Regions from separate parts of the Mus musculus genome. Here regions 1 and 2 are each linked to region 3. The links are chromatin contacts, called in public HiChIP or PLAC-seq maps. All regions are on one chromosome and are shown on one strand. Each heading gives the region's core, a stretch centred on a gene start, on an enhancer-like site or on the middle of the called end of the contact. The rest is flanking DNA. Distances are from core to core; before and after follow the strand shown.

Region 1 (3,888 bases), core at 175-2,674, 150 kb before region 3:
ATGGAACTGATAAAATTGGTTACAGGATGCAAGTCTGGATACATGATGGAGAAGACAGGTAATTTACCTGTGACTTTCCCAACACAACTGAAGATCAACATTGGAGCTTGCTGCTTCTGAAATCAGTAAGCTCCTTTTGAAATAATTACCGAAGCTGGTAAGTTCATGGTAAAGACCAAAAGCTCTATAGTAAGGAATTCATTTCAATAAATCTATCTAGGAGATAGTACATTTCATGAGGCTCAGCTTTAACAGGGAAAAATCTTTTAAAGGCACCTATGACTAAGCAATAACAAAAAGGGAGGATTTTTGAGAACCAGGACATGCCTGCACATACAGGTAGGCCAGCATTTTCCCAGCTATTGTGTCCTTGTATCAAAAAAGATTGGGTTAAGAGCTTCAGTAGTTTACGGGGATTTTCCAAGTAGTATTTTATTCCGCCTTCTACCCCACCCACTTAAATTCTAAGACAGTCTGCCTACTGAGCAGGCAACCAGCCAGCCTAAACTTTAAACCAATCATTCTTGTACTTTTTTCTATATCTGATTAAGTAACTGACAAAGTAGATTTTTGGAGATGTAGTTTAACTCTTGGCTAAGGAAATCAAGTCTTAGCAATCACATGAAACATAACTGACACACTACAGGCGCATTACATGTGTCTTAGTATACATGTGCACTATTTCTAGTTATTTAACTTCTTCTAAAGAACAATATTCCTAAAAGAAGTCAACACTCGACAAACAGAGTAGCTAAAAATAGAAAACACAATTTATTCTTAAAATGAAATTTACCACAGCACTGGAGGAACAAGGGAAGGACCATATGTAAAAGTATTTGTAACACCCTAGGCTAAAAAACAACAAAGAAAATAAATTAACTGCGACCTAACAGGACAAGTGTGGTTTGCTCAGGTGTAAAACTAAAAAGGACTTGCTGGGGACGAGAGGATGTAGAGCAATTTTTTAAAATGGGTTTCCTCCAGACGCCAGGTCAGCAAATCAAAGTAGTCTAAACTGCCATAGGAAACATAAGCCGACGGGGTGTCCCAAGTCCGGAACCTCTAAACTCAGCAAAGGGCCCCTGGAGCCGACAGCTGCGGCAGGGGACTGGCTCCCTTGGGTCCCCTCGCCAGTTGCCAGTGCGGGGTGTGTGACCCCTGCGTGTCCACCGGGTCCGAGCCCGGCGGTCACCTGCCCGCGCGTCTCCTACGGGCGCACGCGCTGCGCGTCTCCCGCGATCCCGCCCGCTCGGCTCACCGCCACGAAGCCTGAGCATGAGGCGACGAAGACGCGGACCACCATCCTCTCGCTGCGTCAGGGATCGCCGCTGACTCGGTCACAGAAGTTTAACGCGACTGAGGTAGCTGCCGACTCCCGTGCGACCGTCGGAGAAGACCGCAGCGACGCGTCTGGCTCCCGCCGCTCCGCGGATGAAAGCCCAGCGCCTCCGCCGCGGGCTGAGCGAGAGGCGGGTGGGGCCAGGCGGCCGCGGGGGCTGACGGGAGTTGTAGTTTCCTTGGCGCCCAGAGTGACCAGGCACTGCGCTCCTTCTGTCCGGCGCCTGCTTCACGGGAATTAATCGTACACGCAGGTGGTTTAGGAAGGACCCGGAAGCGGGACAAGCTAATTGGCGGGAAGCCAGTTTACAAGAACACAGCAAACAAGACAAAGGGTTGGGTGGAGGATAGTCCAAGCTTGGGTTTTGTTTGCGGTGGAGACGGGTGGAGCATCCTCTATCAGAAACAGCCATGGAGCTGAGGCGACCCACTGTTTTAGAGACACGCAAAGGCTCGCCCCAGAGACCTTGGCAGTTCACGGGCTTGGACAGGCATGGCAGTGGGTTGAGCTTTTGGTGTTTTGTTTCTCCTGCAACCCTGAAAAACTGTTGAAGAGGAGTGTTGTTATTTTTCCTGGAGGCGGTTTTATTATGTAGCCCAGGCTGGCCTGGAACTCAACTTCACCCTCCCTAGCAGGTATTACAAGCATACATCACCACGCCTAGTTTGCAAAGGGAATCTCTTTGGTAAATGAAACAGGCTTTCACTTTATTCTAAAGACACTGAAAACTGGAAAGCCAAATGAGAACAAGACCGATATTTTATTTTTCTTTGCAAAACTGTAATTGTAGTAGAAAAGAATAAGTACTGATAGAAATGAAAATCCCCCTATCAACATTGGGAATCAGAACCCTCCCTCCCCACCCCCTACCCCGCACAATGCCTTTGCCTCTGTGCACCTACTGATATTTACAGTTGAGCCAAATCTGTGTCTTTTTCGAAATCGCTGTGCATTCCAACGCGGTATCCCAGGAGGATACCATTAAAGAGAAAGCTTTCATGAAGTGGCTAATAGGTTCCGAGTAGTGCTTTAGCAGGTTGTATTGGCTTGGCTAAGGCTCAAGCCACTCCTAGTTTTGTGGAAGTGAACCAGTTTCCCTCACACTACTGTATTTACTTTCTTCATTTCACCAAGGGACTTTAGCAGCGTTCAGGGAATGCTGCTAATTAATTCTAGAGAGAAGAAAATTGTGTGATGAAGTCTCCCACGTTTGCAAGTTTCTGGCACAAATGGTTGCTTGAAGGACTTTGGTTTTTAGACTTACTAATATTTCAAGTTGCCAACCTTTCCTGTGGCTTATGTCTTAAATAGTTTTATTTGTATGTATGCATGTATGTATGTATGTATATTTTTGTTTGTGTAGATCCATTTAGCACAGCATACTTGTGGAGGTCATGGGACAACTTTCTCCTTCTACCGTGTGGGTCAGGATTAGCAGCAAGTGTCTTTACCCACTGAGCCATCTCAGTGGCCCCTTCATTGCTTATCTTAATCCACTTTTGTCATAGGCCTCTTTAAACTTAGTAGAGTAAGAATATATAATCCTGGTGGGTCTTTATTTCTTTTTAATGTTAAAAACTTAAATATAAGTTCTGCTGTAGCTATAACACTCTGCAATTGTTCTTTAGCTTTTGCTATCACAAACATGGAAATGAAGGCATATAAAATGTGAAATAATTTTCACAGAAGTAGATACATTATTTCCTGTATAAATATGGGTCTTTACAAAAGGAACCATTCCCTCCCCCCCAAAGTATAGAATTAATGTAGCAATGGAGATAAACAGCTTAACAGTAGAACTCAGAAGCGCTCTGAGGAAAATGGATAAAAGAAATTGACTAAGTCATTTCCTCAGTCAGCAAATTGGAATTGCAACTGGGGAAGTCAGGCAGCACGGAGCTGTGACATAGAACACACGGCTCTGAGGAACTGTGTTAGTCATCTTCCTGTTGTTGTGACGAATCACCTGGTGACCAAGCCAGCTCAATCAGTCAACAGGGTCTCAAGCGAGGGAATGAGGATTTAAAAAGAAGAAAAACAGTTAGACAAAATTATAACCTGACTCCTGCCTGTACGGAGGCTGAAGCAGCGTTATTTCTCTCCAGCCTGCATATATATATATGCACACACACACACACACACACAGATCATTCTAGGTATATCCAAGACAAAAGTAATGGATCGAAGTAGTAAACAAGGAGATCACACAAGAAAGTAATTAAGCAGAGTAGTATGCAAAAAGATCACATAAGGAAATAATTCAGCAAAATAGTAAACAAAGCCCCATGCTCACTGTTACTCTTATCTAGGCCTACTTCCTTGTCTAAGCCCAGTGACAAATACCCAATTCCTAGAAGTCGCACCAAAAGCTCTCAACAACCTGGGATAACTTAAAGAGGGCAAAGGTCAGCCAGGTGTGGTAGCACAGGCCTGCATCCCACCACTTGGGAGACCAAGTCTGGAGGAGGCGAGACCACAGACTTCATGACACCAGAAAGCAAAGGAAGAGAAAAGGAAGTGGATCTCAATGTGCCTCCAGAGTCCGTAGT
Region 2 (4,121 bases), core at 1,551-4,050, 180 kb before region 3:
CCTCTTACTATCACAGAGAAAAGGTTCGTGTGGACCAAATGGCACTGAAGCTAATTGGAAACATGAAAAAGCATGCTAAGTAGGTGCCTCAAAACTGAGAGGAGAGAGAGAGAGATTGAGAGAGAGAGAGAGAGAGAGAGAGAGAGAGAGAGAGAGTGTTTTTTTTTTTAACCACTGCCCTCTCTTAATTCTATGAAGTAACAACAAATCATTTCCCAGCTGGACTGTCATGGGTGACTGACAGGTGGTGATGGCCAGCTCAGCATTTGGACTGGGAAGACACTAGGTCCCTGGTGGTCTCTGCCCAGCTGATCCACTCCAATGGAACAGGGTGCGACCCTTCCACCTGAAATGGATGAGATGCCTGTGGAGCTGAAGGCGTCCCTGTGCTGTCCACAGAAAGGATCCAGTTTCCCACAGCAATGTCCTGCCACCTGTCACATACCCGATGCTTCAGAGGCTGATCTAACTGGGCTACACAGTTTGGCCCCATCCATCCTAGTAACTTGACTTTTGCTTCTTCAAGGCTCTTGACGACTTTTTTACAGGGAAAATACTTCTAGGGGCAGCAGGATAAGGAAAGTTTTCTAAGAATTCATTAAATCCCAAGGCAGAGTTTTTACACTACAGGAGGAAGTAAACATTTCTTATTGGCAAAAATGAGCTAATTACGGTGGTTTTAATTTTGATTAATAAAGATACTTGAGCCTAGTCACAATGACTTACAACTTATACCCTAACCTGCAATTCCTTTTGGGTCAACCCAATAGCTGTAGCTTTATTTTGAACAGCAGTTTATATGCATTTCTACTAGTCCCCCACTCTGGTCACTGAGACATGTTAAACATCAGCACTGGCCATCATGAATAGTATGTACCCTCTGTTTCTATACCCATCTCTAATAAAGTACAAACACCTAATGCTCTAACAACAACTCCTAGCCTTTCTCTTCATGTCATGACTTATATAAGAAGAGCTTTGGGAACAGTCACAACCCTGCTCAAAGAGCTGAAAACTAAGAGCTGACGTGTGGCTCTGAGGCAGTTCACCTGCAGATGAGGGCACAAACTGGGAAAGCTCAGACTGGGGGTTGGACAAGATGAAGAGTTCAGAATGGAGTGAGTTTAAGGACCACAGAATTGAGCTTAAGACGATGGGAAACTTTCCACAGGCGACATGGACAACACGAAGCAGACAACTATCATGGCTGCAGAACTCTATATCACAGGACCATGGCAGCTATGCCCAGGTGGTTCAAAGCCTTCCTGCCTGGCTTCTCACTCTCTTTTCTGCCTCTACACCCACCAAAACATACTATTACCTCTTCTCCACCCTAATGACAACCCAGCCACTTACAGCATCTGTGGTTCTCTGCACTGGTGCTCTTTAAAAGGACCGCGGTCCCAAAATAAACACGTGTGTGGCATTTAAAGCTGTGGTAAAAGTTAAATCCCAACCGACTCAGCAGGAAGATTTTGTTTCTTAACCTAAGAAATAAGCGAGGTGGATAACTAGACAAACTGACTTCGCTTTCTCATATACCACCCAGCAGGAAGGCACCAAAACAGATTTTAGATATTCACAGCAATCCCTTGCTGATAATCTTTTTTTTCTTTCTAAATATGAATTCTGTTTTCTAATCAGCTATCAGTGGGGAATAATGATTCAAGAATAATTACCTCTCCAGTCTGGCCCTCAGACGTTTTAATGAAGAAACATGCTTAAAAAGTCAGAACACAATAAGCGCGTGCTCCCCTCTTCCCTTCCAAAGCAGAGAGAGGGACAGGATGGAAGACTGACAGGCACCCTCGAACTCCATTACATACCACACAATTCTCTAACGGCCCCCGTCTGTGCTGCTGAATTTGCAGCTGCTCTGAGCTCCACTCTCTGCTAGGCCTACGGCCCTGAAAAGTGCTGCATGAAGGCACTGCCTTTACTGTAAAGGATCCAAATGTACCCTGGGTTACACACCCACAGCGTTATGGGCAACAGAGGGAAAGAGTGTGGTATGGGAATGGTGCGGCCACTTACTCCACAGTATCGATCCCCATTAAATATCTGAGGTGGCAGAGGGTTGCCCTGCGCAGGCTTCTTCTCAGGGGGAATGTTTTTGTACATCCACTGCCTCTGTTCTTCCGACATGGTGATGTCCACTTCCTCGAACTCTATCTTGTTGGCTTCCAGAAACCGAACCACATCCTGCTGCTTCTTCTTGATCTAGAGAGAAGATAAACAAAGAGAGATGCTTACCTGGTGCACACATTTGCAGATTAGCCTGTTCTAGATTCCCTGTGGTCCGAGGGGATATGCACACTGCTCTCATTGTCTAGGCCAGGACAGAACCAGCTCTAATGCAGTGACTCCCACACCTAGACAACCCAAGAGGCTGAGGCTCAACCCTGATGCCCGCAAGGACAGAGGATGAGGGGACAGGTGAGATGGGATGGGCCACTCTCCACCTCCCCATCCTTCTGAAAGCTGATATTTACAATCAGGTAAGCCCCCACAGCTTAGGACCATTTGTAGGATCATTTGTAAGCCATGCATATCCCATCTGAGATGGACACTTCGGTGACCAAGGAAGAGCAGCAACCCTGCTATTCCTCTTGGGTTTTCCACAGCTACAATCATGACCAGGAAATAATTCTTTTATCAATTCACAAGAGGAAACATGACTCCCTCCTCACTTCTGTGAGGGTGAGACTAAGCCACAAAGCATCTTTCAGCCAACTCTGTCTTAACCCTTTTTATTCCTCCTCTGATTCTCCAAGGTTCCCTCTCCAGTCACTAGGGGTCAGCTGCGCTCCTCAGCAGCTTCGGCTGCATCAGCATGTCCTCGGATGAAGCCAGTATTCACTGTGTTAAACATGTCTTAAGCAGATTAAACATAAAACATGGCTGCCTTTTCTAAGTGACCAAAGAAGCAGCAATTTAAAAAAAAAATGTAAGGAATGAACAGACAGCCCAAAGCCTGAAGAACAAACTCTCACACAGATTTCCTCTACCTCCATCCATAGGTCCCCTTAGAGATCACCAGCAGTATGTGACTCTGAGGTTGGAAATCTGTAATATGCTATAATAAAATGGCTCTGATCAGCGGGTCTGAGAATGACTAACAGGACGGGGCAGTTCTCCAGACGCAGATAAAGTGCTGCCAAATAGCACATTGATAAGCCCACATACATGAAGCTGAGCTTCCTGTGTGGTGTTATAAATGAAGCCATCTTTCATTTTTAAAAAAAGAGACTGTTTTCCCTCACATGGGATGCATAATTTCAGAAATGTGCTTTTATTGTTTTGAAACTTTAACCTGAGGGCAAAAACAATTACTCACTCAGCGTGAAAACTAAGAAAGTGATTTTACTGCTTCTGTCTTACAGTTAAGAAAGCCAAGGTCAAGAGTGATTCCCCAGTGTTTGATCGAGGTCTGACGGCTGGTGTGCTGTTAAAACACTCAGTGCCACTCTCCTGCCTTATACCCTCCTTTTGTCATCCTCCCTCTGCCCTGAGGGACCATGCACACTTCTGGGCAGGGCTTTCATGATCCACTTCCTGAATGTAAAAAGCCCCAAATTCTGAGATCATAAAGCAGTGGCCTACAGTCCTGCTAACCCAGGCAGCACGTGTCAGAATCCAGAGGAGTGGGAATGGAGCTCAGCTTCTTAAGACTGCCCTGACCCTCATATGGGTCCCATAACTGTCAGGGGGTAGGGGTGGCAAAAAACAGTAACAGGTTTTGAACTCACAACAGGTCAAATACTAATTCCAACTCAACATATAATGAGCCTGGGGTGGCAGCATTCATCCATGAGGTATGGCATGACGTCCCTGCATCCTAGGTTCTGAACAGAATGCTCTCATCACAACACTCATGGCTGACCAATGCTGCCTGAAGCACCTTGGCTGGAGAATACTGTGTGTTACGAGAGGCACATTTTATATTTCGTACATGTAATATATTTAGGAGCATTATCTTGTTGGTGTATTTGTAACCTTTGCTACTGGAAAAGTACCACATGATGAATGATGAAATCTTGTCTCAGTCTGTAGTGGTGGCTGTAATGAAACACCACAGACCGGGTGACCTATGAAACAGGGAAGTCTGTTTCTGCTCATTC
Region 3 (4,086 bases), core at 44-2,543:
AAGCACGCTGCACCTCTGAGATGCCAGCCTTGATGATAGCGAGACCGAAACTGCCTTTTATTTCCTTTTTTATGTGAGGTTTTACGTCTAGAAGGTAGGCAAATAACAACTTATTTGAAGATTAAATATTTTAATCTGAATTCTTCATAACCATGATGAGGCCTGTGTCAGAGACCATGGGGACCGCTAGTTTCCTGAGAGGGCGATCAGTGCAGCTCCATAGCTGTGCTGTTTGCTCTCATCCAACTTGGTATTTACTGCCCAGCAGTGCATTCTGGGAGCTCTTGCGACTGTGTGCTGTAAGCAGGTGTGTAAGGACTGATTACCCATCATCAGGAAAAGCAAGGAAGGACCACTAATCTAGGCATCTTCCTACTGTTCGTGAGCCCGTTTCCTGGTTGGTGTTATGCTCCTGAACACTAAGCTTAGCCTGGTTTAAAGTCTTGTCAGCGCTACCTGGATGTGGTCTGACCCTGCTGAGTCCCCTGTCTCCCTATTGGCTTTGCTGTTGTTACACAGGAGCTATCGAAGAACCTGGAGCTGAGCACGAACAGTTTCCAGCGGCAGCTGCTCGCTGAAAGGAAAAGAGCATTCGAGGCTTACGATGAAAATAAAGTTCTTCAAAAGGAGCTGCAGCGGCTCCATCACAAGCTCAAGGTAACCACGCTCTTTTCGACGGCGGCATGATTTCTCACGCCATCTAAACCACATGAAAACCTCGTACTTAAAATAATGGTCACCCTTCATACTTGCTACTGTATAATCTACCAAATTCTATTACCTGTCACTTAGAAGCAAAGCATTGTTAATATAGTTGCTATAACGAAGTAAAATACTGTATATGCCAACAGGAGCAATGTAAGTGAAATGAATAGCAGAGTTCCAGAAGAGGATCATGGGAAGGAGCATGCGCAGCACACTCTTGAATGATCTAGCATTCTTCTGCACGGGACCGGGGCAGGGCTTGCTTTTAAAGTTCCTTTTGTTTAAAGGCGACACAGTTCACATTAGTTAATTGTGTTAAACACGATTGCATTTTACAGAGGTCATTGATGGACTGAAATTTTGCTCAGAATTCTGCAGAAATATGCATTATCTTATATAGTTTTCTCTTGGAGCACCAAGTTCTCAGAAAAAGGCATCATTCCCATATTGTGAAGGAGCTCTTGGGTTCAAAAGTCTGATCCAACTTTTAAGTCATTAGTAACTCAAAATCCATGCGTGAGAGAGGCTCTGCCCTTGTCTCTGTGGCTGAGCCTGGATGACAGCTAGGCATTAGTCACTCTGTGGGTGAGGAAGTAGAACTTGTGGTATTTGCATCCTCTTCCTTCTCCCTTCTCCCTCTTTTCCCCTTGCCTCCTGCCTCCTTCCCCAAACCCCGCCCCTGCTACCCCCTCCATTTGCGCCTTCAGTTCCTCCTCCCAGGAGATCTTTCTTTCTCCAGTTAGATAGTTACAGTGGAGGACTGACCTAGAGGTAGTTCAGTCTGATGGAGAAGACACCCGTCAACACAATGAGGATATTTAATTTCAAACTGCTCACCTTCCTTCCCTGTATTGGGTTTGTTTTCAGGAAAAGGAGAAAGAATTGGATATAAAAAACATCTATGCTAATCGCCTGCCCAAATCCTCTCCAAAGAAAGAGAAAGAAATCGAAAGGAAACATGGTATGGAAGGATTATTGCTGCAACTGAAGCTGTTACTAACTAATGGGTTCTAAAGTGAAGGGGGGAGGGAAGGAGTGTCCTTGGAATATATTTGATCTTTTGTTATGGATCAGATTTTCTTGGAATCACATTGCTTTCAACTTTTGTTTTTGTTAAAGAGGGGACCAGGACTGGGGAGATGGCATGGGGGGTTAAGAGGGCTGCTCTTGCAGAGCACTCTTAGATGCCTCACAGTGACCTGAAACTCCAGCTCCAGGGGGTCTAACACCCTCTTCTGGGCTCTTTGAGCACCCAGACAGACCTGGCACACAAACACATAGACAACCTGTATACCTAAATTAAAAAAAAATTAGAATGTGTAAAATTAAAAAGATAGAGTTTATGCAGTCTTTGAAAAACTTGAATACGCCAATGCCCAGCTTTTATGTTATCCTTAAATAAGCTGAGTTTTAGTAAAAGGTTAAAAACCTTCTTATTTATGAAGCACCTACCTCTCACAGTTGCACTCTCTACTGCAACCATTTCACTCCCCCTTTCTACTTCCTAGTGTATTTTGGAACAAATCCCAAATAGCATTCACTTCACTTTGCTTCATAGTTTGTATTATTGTGCACTTGTCCTGTTTTAAAACAAAAGTATAAATCTCCTGTAAATTACAGAATTTTTTAAAGTATCAACTTTGCGAAAGATTATTAGCATCTGTGTATGTATAATTGCCCTCAAATCATAATTGCTAGCTTTCACGAACAAAATGTGTGCTCCCGTTGGGATGAGTGTTGCCGATTGAATGTACAGCCACGGTATTAGAAAGCTTGTCTATGGTTTTCTTGGTAGTATCCTGCCAGAGTGACTTTACAGACCAGTGTACAAAAGGAGTACAGACCGCTGAAGACTTTGAGCTGGAGGACTTTCCTTTCACAGCCCAGACAGTTCTCTGCTATGAAAACAGATGGGATGAACCAGAATATCTCTCTTCGGTGAGTTTAGCACAATGACTGGAGCCAAACTCCAGGAAAGCTGTTTGCACCAATGTGGTCGGAAGTTCCTGACAGACGTCCCCACCTCTCGCTGGTCCTGTGTCCTCTGGGGAGGTGTGCTAGGCACCTTCTTGTTTCTGTGACCAAGCATCTCATAAGATACAACCCACGGAAGGAGGGGTTCATTCTGGCTTTTGACTTGAGGGAATGTCTTCCATTATGGTGGGGGACATGAGACATCTAGTCAGGAAGCAGAGAGGAGTGTGGCCACTCAGTCAGCCTCCTCTTTTTCTCTTTTGTCCCCAGCCATTAGGGTAGGTCCCTACACATTCCACATGGGCCTTCCTCCTCAGTTAAGTTCCTCAGGGATACATTCAGATGTGCATCTCCTAGACAACTGATTCTAAGCTGACAATGAAGGTTAACCATGATGGGCTGGGGGGGGGGGGCTAGTGAGTCAGTTTATAACATTATTTGAGTTAAATACTACAGAATTAATTATTAATTTGAGATTTTAGACAAAATGTAGATGTAAAAGATTTATTCAGTATGGCTGTCAGTCGCCTGTGTTCTACAATTCACTATCAGTCATCGTAGTTGGCTACCATAGCTGGGTAATTGCCATTTCTAGTTAGCTGGATAGACATATTTAGTTGTAAAAATAGACAAACCCAAGCTACCTTTACAGCTTACCTCTTGACAGTTTCATGTAGATTTTGGGGTTTATTTTTATTATATTGTTTGGTTCTAATATATCTTTGCTTTCTCTTTAAAATTTTGGCTAAACTAAAAGATAATCGTTTCTTTTTTTAAGACTTGTTCTAAACATGGAACTTGTGATTCATTAATGTATTAAGTGAAGATTTAATTTGATTTGTAACTGGGTGATCATGCTTCATGGATGAGCCACTGAGTTTAAAGTCTGTTTCCCCCCCCCCCCCACCCTCTCCATGTGAATTTGCATTTTTGGATGCAAAACAACAGTACCTGGAGTACCAGGATCTCAACAAACATGGATCAGAGATGCTAAGTTCAGTGTTGGGACAAGAAGGAAAGTATGATGAAGATGAGGACCCATGCTCTGCAAAGCAGGAGGCCAGGAAGCCTGAGAGTGGTGAGAGTTTGTGGGGACAGTGGGGGGGGGGGGCTGTCGCTGTCGGGTGGCTGCAGTGAACAGGAAGAGGCTGAGGCCGCAGTGGCTGAGGGAGAAAAACAGGGAGTCTGAACAGCTGAATAGAGCCAGGAAAGAAAGGAAACGAAGACTACAAGTTACTATCGGGGCTTGGGAATTATGACTCACTTAACTCCAGTGAGTTTAGATGAAATCTCCCGTGAGGTGACTAAAACTTGAGAAAGAACCAAGAGCACCCTGTGTTGCATTGGCCTTGAACTGAGTCGTGGGCTAGCTGAAACACAGAAGTCAGTGCTCTGCAGGGCCCTGAG

Evidence for each region. HiChIP or PLAC-seq counts read pairs in DNA pulled down with a chosen protein or histone mark.
Region 1: a contact with region 3 is called in an H3K4me3 HiChIP or PLAC-seq map of bone marrow-derived macrophages, with 2.7 times the contacts expected there. The contact joins the promoter of Sh3bgrl2 here to the enhancer-like site in region 3. A contact is called at or near these places in 3 of 39 promoter capture datasets (the C10 cell line, embryonic stem cells and liver), 1 of 484 Hi-C or Micro-C datasets (the C10 cell line), 5 of 115 datasets of contacts at active chromatin or transcription factors (bone marrow-derived macrophages and embryonic stem cells) and 2 of 9 other capture datasets (adipose tissue and liver).
Region 2: a contact with region 3 is called in an H3K4me3 HiChIP or PLAC-seq map of bone marrow-derived macrophages, with 5 times the contacts expected there. The contact joins two enhancer-like sites. A contact is called at or near these places in 1 of 39 promoter capture datasets (maxillary cranial neural crest), 9 of 484 Hi-C or Micro-C datasets (the AML12 cell line, Sertoli cells, Th1 cells and 5 more), 7 of 115 datasets of contacts at active chromatin or transcription factors (bone marrow-derived macrophages, embryonic stem cells, large pre-B cells and 1 more) and 3 of 9 other capture datasets (adipose tissue, embryonic stem cells and liver).

What each region holds. Positions count from the first base shown.
Region 1 is chr9:83,545,874-83,549,761 of GRCm38.p6, reverse strand. It overlaps Sh3bgrl2 (SH3 domain binding glutamic acid-rich protein like 2), which reads right to left and starts at 1,424. Exons shown (of 4, transcript NM_172507.5): 1 at 1,259-1,424. The coding sequence starts at 1,303.
Region 2 is chr9:83,575,535-83,579,655 of GRCm38.p6, reverse strand. Sh3bgrl2 (SH3 domain binding glutamic acid-rich protein like 2) reads right to left here. Exons shown (of 4, transcript NM_172507.5): 2 at 2,035-2,220. Among named protein-coding and RNA genes, the nearest start is that of Gm39384, 4.4 kb to the right of the region's middle. Within about 2 kb of position 2,800, at least 57 of the 459 cell types and tissues checked have an H3K27ac peak or open chromatin away from gene starts, as enhancers often do. A contact at or near this core is called in bone marrow-derived macrophages, where this site is marked.
Region 3 is chr9:83,398,183-83,402,268 of GRCm38.p6, reverse strand. It overlaps Lca5 (Leber congenital amaurosis 5 (human)), which reads left to right. Exons shown (of 8, transcript NM_027448.2): 4 at 520-657; 5 at 1,573-1,666; 6 at 2,501-2,643; 7 at 3,628-3,757. Among named protein-coding and RNA genes, the nearest start is that of Gm2087, 31 kb to the left of the region's middle. Within about 2 kb of position 1,293, at least 17 of the 459 cell types and tissues checked have an H3K27ac peak or open chromatin away from gene starts, as enhancers often do. A contact at or near this core is called in bone marrow-derived macrophages, where this site is marked.